Linked DNA regions of Mus musculus: region 1 is linked to region 2. Evidence: chromatin contacts called from public promoter capture Hi-C data. All regions are on one chromosome and are shown on one strand. Each heading gives the region's core, a stretch centred on a gene start, on an enhancer-like site or on the middle of the called end of the contact. The rest is flanking DNA. Distances are from core to core; before and after follow the strand shown. Region 1 overlaps Tfdp1 (transcription factor Dp 1). Region 2 holds the start of Adprhl1 (ADP-ribosylhydrolase like 1).

What was found. Promoter capture Hi-C pulls out the DNA fragments that hold promoters and counts their contacts.
Region 1: a contact with region 2 is called in a promoter capture Hi-C map of hippocampal neurons, with 1.8 times the contacts expected there. The contact joins the enhancer-like site here to the promoter of Adprhl1 in region 2. A contact is called at or near these places in 3 of 39 promoter capture datasets (hippocampal neurons, liver and pre-B cells).

The regions. Positions count from the first base shown.
Region 1 is chr8:13,353,800-13,356,499 of GRCm38.p6, forward strand. All of the region lies in intron 2 of Tfdp1 (transcription factor Dp 1), which reads left to right. Among named protein-coding and RNA genes, the nearest start is that of Tfdp1, 16 kb to the left of the region's middle. Within about 2 kb of position 1,407, at least 59 of the 459 cell types and tissues checked have an H3K27ac peak or open chromatin away from gene starts, as enhancers often do. A contact at or near this core is called in hippocampal neurons, where this site is marked.
Region 2 is chr8:13,252,725-13,255,424 of GRCm38.p6, forward strand. Adprhl1 (ADP-ribosylhydrolase like 1) reads right to left here and starts at 1,438. Exons shown (of 7, transcript NM_172750.4): 1 at 1,094-1,438. The coding sequence starts at 1,304.

The DNA of each region.
Region 1 (2,700 bases), core at 157-2,656, 100 kb after region 2:
AGCTGTCTTCAGACACATCAGTTTGCATTACAGATGGTTGTGAGCCACCATGTGGTTGCTGGGAATTGAACTCAGGACCTCTGGAAGAGCAGCCAGTGCTCTTAACCACTGTGCCATCTCTCCAGCCCCCTTGGGTAGGATTTTATCTATTGATCTCAGGCCCCTACTTGAAAAGGGGCCGAGGATAAAGCTGTGTATTTACTGCTGGCTCTGGAAAACAGATCTGTTCAAAGCATTGTCATGAAATCATGCCCAAAAGCCAGCAGTCCTCAACTGAGGGCAGTTTTGCAATCTAGAGATACTTTGTTTGTCATGCTGGGAGGTACAACTGGCAGGTAGTGAGAAGTAGTCGGGGTGTTGTTGAGCTCACTGTAGTAAAGGATAGCCCCTCCTGGGAGCTATACAGGGGACCCTGTGGGATACAGCTAAGCAGAACAGCTTTCGTGGGGGTGCTTACTTGGGGTTCGGGGGATATAGTTACCCTTGTTTGCAGACATGGATGGATGGTGGGGGACAGACTTAAGTTGGGCAGTCCTCCCTGGCTTCATGGCTTCCTCTTTCCTTCATCTTGGTCCATTGCTTCACGATTACCTTTGAACCATCAGGCGCCACACTGAGACTTGTGGAAAAAATCTGCCTGTTCACTACGTGTCTGACCCTGCACAGGTTCTGCTGGCTGCTCCTGGCCAGTGAGCTCTATGAGGCCTGTTTAAGGAAGGAGGACTGATTTTGAGGGAGCGACCCTATTGGGTCAGGTGGATGTTAAGTGGACCATCTGTGTCTCTCGAGTGTCGTCTCTCCCTCCAGTGAGGCAGCATCCACAGCTGCGATGGGATGGTAGGCCCCGTGTCAAGGCTGGGTGTGGCCTGGGAGGAGGAGGAGCGCAGGGCGGCTGAGGGACTGGCTAGGGCGCCTGTCCACCCTGCCTTCCTTTACCTCGGGATGATCTGTACTGTGGTGGATGTCAGACTGGTTTCTGTGAGTGGTAATATAATGAAACTTACAGACACAAACATGGCGCAGGGCTGAATCCCAGCACTGGGTTGTCTGTTAGCTGCTGTATTCCTAGGCAGTACTCCTGTGTGGTGGACTCCCTGATGGACAAGGAGAGGTGATTCGGTCCAGAGTGTCCGCATTTGCCTTTTCTGCCAGTGACAGCAAAGGCTGCTGCTCTCCCAGGCTCACCCCAGGGTACTCTGCCCTGCACTGCATGGGTGGGCAAGCCAGTGGTCAGGAAGGATACTTGCAAAGAAGTAGCTTGCTGACTTTGCTCTGCAGCTCTCTGTAGAACAAAAGCTGTGGGGGGGGATGAAGGGGGGGTTGGGTGGTATAGTCAGTAGGTGACAGAATGATCCTACTTGTTCAGATCCAGCCAGTGGTGACACATAGAGGCTGAGATAGGAATAATGTGTGGTGACTGTACCAGGAGCCCCACCCCCTCCTAAGCCCGTGGTGCTGATGGAGCCTGGGAAGTGAACACTGCTTTGAGCTATAATTGTTATAATTGCTAAAACTGGGACTCAGGGTCACTAGACCTGTTCCAAATCTCCAGGCTGTATCTACCTGGGCTGACTCACTGGCCCTGGGGGCTTGGCCTTTGCCTCCGAGCCGTTCTTTTCCTGCTGGCCTGGCCCACCTGGTGTTAGCCCCAGCCTGCGTCTGTTTAGCCTGCCTAATGTGGTTGGCTTTGGCATTCAGCTTCAGAACTTCTTGTTCATAGCACAGATTTCCCTGCAGTTTCATGCCGGGCTGTACCCATCTGTTGGTCTTCTTTGCTCAGTCTTAACATCCTGGTTTACCCACCTGGCTGTGCCCACCTGGCCCTAACCTCTGTGGCCTCAACCTCTGGCATTTCCCTGGTTTTACTCATTGACTGTAGACATCTTAGCCTGCCTACTGTTCTTTCTTTCCTGCCTCTTGTGATGTGGACCTACAGACAAGGCCTCGTTTTTCTATCATTGCGCCTGCAGGTCTCACCCATCCTGCTGTAACTTCATGCCCGCCCATCCTAATCTTCCTTTTGCCCTGGGCTAGGGGACCTTACCTGCCTGCTGTGTTTCTAATCTCCTAGATTTACTCTACTGGCTTCCCAACCTGGTCCTCTCAATTTGTCCCTTGTACCTAGAATGGTTTTTTAAGTGTTTGCTTTTTCGTTTCGGTAGTGCCGGAGTTGGAGCCTGAGACCGTGAACATGGCTGGAAGCAGCTGTGCTAACACTGAAGCGCAGGCCTGTCAGCTGTGGGCTGCTGTGTCCCCATCAGCCTACACTGGGTTCTTCTCCACCTGGATTACCTCATACAGCTCTACCCACTGGGCTCACGCAGCCACCAAGTCTCAGCCCTGCTCATTTCTTGCATTAAACCCCTCCCTGAGCCCTGTGGCTTCACCAGGCCCTGCCTACTGGCCTTACCCACCCAACCAGTATCTTAGGTTTTCCTGGTGTTATCTTAATTCATAGCTTTAAACTTGGGTTTACATGTCTGGATTTATTTAGTTCCTTACTTTGCCAACCTGCCTTTAACCTCTTGTCCTTACCTGCCTGGCCTTACAGAATCTCACTCACTCTTAGCATCCTGGTGCTTCCGTCTGTAACTGTGTTGCCACGTGACTTTGTTCAGCCTTCCAGCCTGGCCACGCCCACACATGGCCCTGCCATGGTCCCCAGAAGCTTCCGACAGCTCGCTTGTATGTTCTGTAGGA
Region 2 (2,700 bases), core at 188-2,687:
CAGATAAGTATGCCCCCAAAATATGAGAGGAAATAAAGATTTGGAATTCATAATACTTTCGAAGCATCTCGATCCCCGTAGTGTGGTGAAAGCACCTCAGCAGTGTGCTTTCTTCTGCCTCGTTATTCAGGGGCAAGTTGATGATATTCCTATACAATGACCACAGAATCCATAAATACCTGCGTTTCATCATGAGGTACACTCAGAAAGATGCTTCACCATTTTCAACAAGCTGTGACACCATATCTTATCAATGTGTGTCTGCTCTATTTAGAGACACGGCATTGGTGGCATTCCTATACAGTGACCACAGAACTAAGCTGGGCGTGCTCACGACAGACGGACAGAGCAGGGAATGCGTATGTGGGGTCTGTTGGCTCAACTGCTGGCCTCAGGCCTCAGTTTTGCAACGATGGCATGCCAGACCTGCAGGGTATTACCATCACACTGTGTCGAGAAAAGACACACGGCGCTTGTATATGGGCGCGTCTCTGAAATCCAGGTAACATTTTGTTGATTTTAGCTCCTTAGGAAACAAGCTTTGTTCTTCCATGTCCAAAACTCTTCCTTAGACAATTTACTCATAAATTACGCCCAAACTGGATCGCTCGGACAGACAGCTCAACCTTAATTATTTGGATCGGAGATGCCACCCCCAAACAATGTTATCTCAGTGGGCCCACATTTCAAGCTCTTCTTTATAGACTTAGAATAAGATGCTCAGCCTCTGCAGTGCACCTATGTCTGTCTGTGCTTTGTCTCCCCCACCCCTGCCCCGCCCTGCAGAGCAGCTCCTAGAGGGTTGCTCACCTAACACAGAGACAAGCGAACACTGTTCAGAACCAGGAGCTTAATTATCTGCCAAGGGCTGCTGTCCCCTAAAGACACTCAGGAGAAACATGACCTGCCCGCTGCCTCTCAGGCTCCAGGTCTTGGGGGAATATTAAATCCCTGCCTTCAGCAACAGTGTCAGGTAACACAGGGCTCTAAGACACCACCTTCAGGGTTCTTGGTACTGGTTTGCTATCAACCCAGGTGGCCTGTCTTTCTACCCCAGCACACTTGGAGCCACGAATACGCCAGTCAGTCCTACCTGTGGTCAGGGCTTCAGCAGTCGCCATGTGCATGATGGTGTTGTCGCTCACTGGCCACCTCCCAGGTGAGAGCACAAGGCTGTCCAGCCCCCCTGTCTTTTGCAGCTCCTCCTGGATTGAGCCTAAAACGCTGTTCTCCCTGCAGATGTTTCCATAGCCGAGGGCATCTCCAACACTCCCCAACAGCATTGCAGCCTTGAACTTCTCCATCTTGGAAGGTGACCCCTCTTACCCTGCGGTTGCCTTTGTCCTCTCCTGGCCACCCTTAGCCAGCCCCGCTGACATTTATACTGGTCATTGTATCACCATCCAGCACTCTCCAAATGACCAGGCGTTCCTTCCCTGCCTTGGCAGGTGGCACCAATGAGATAAAGGCTCAGAGCTCACCACGTGGGAGCTGTTTGGGACACGCTGGCTCTCCAGCAAAGGAGTCTGCTGGCACCAGTGTACACCCAGCCAGCTCAGCCCAGCTCAGAGCCCGTGAGCTGTGCTACTCTGTCAGCACCTTGGTGAGTTGTGCCCCCTGCTGGCAGAGCGACATACCACAATGAGAACATACTGCTCCATCCCGGTTCCTTGACCATCTGCTCTGCCCTACCTTCAGACAGACACACTCCTTTTGCCCCTTCTTGTCTGCCCTCTTTCACTCAGCATAAAACTGAGGCCCACCCATTGTAGTTTTATGCTTTTAGAAAACTTTTCTGGCTGGGCAGTGGTGATACACGCCTCTAGTTTCAGCATTCAGCATTCAGGAGGCAGGGGCAGGTGGATCCCTGAGTTTGAGGCCAACCAGGTCTACAGAGTGAGTTCCAGGACAGCCAGGGCTACACAGAGGAACCCTGCCTCAAAAACAAAACAAAAAAAACAAAACAAAAAAAAAACCAACAACAAAAAACAAACAAAACCCATCCCTTATTATAAAATTGAGGGCTGTGGGCTGCAGTAGACCCGACAGAGCAATGTTACCTAATGTATACAAGGCCCTTGGTCTGATCCTCAGTTCCATTAAAACCATGACATGAGAGAAAACCTTACAAGAACGAGAACTCCCAGCTCCTGTGAAAAAGTGTTCTCTCACAACTTAGTGTCCAGTAAGGGGCTCCAGTGCTAACCTTTAGTGATGCGTGTCTATACAAACAAACTTCACTTGTTGTAAACATCACTGCCTGCTCATGGAATTATTAAATAATGAGGATGGATAGGTGCACTTTATAAAGCCAGGCTTCTTGGTTTGAAATGACCTAGGTCAACCACCTCCCTATACCCTGTCTCAAGCACAAACCTTGCAGCCTCAGACATTGCTGGCCCTCTTGTGACGTAAATCTGTCACCCAGAATTGGCAGTGCATCACTTGGACTTAGAATACAATTGGAAAGAACTTTAGTGTGTAACAAGACGCCCTTCCTGCTGGCCCAACTCTCAGTCTGAAGCAGTCCCACAAATCCAGAAGGTACATAGCTCCCATCCAGACAGACAAACAGCAGAAGCCAGCAGGAGCCAGCTCCCACTTACGGTGTACCAACTTATGGACAAGTGTGACCTGGCTCAAGGAGTGAGGTCCAAGGACTCTTGGGAGAGGCTTTGTTGTGGATGTTTGGAAACCACT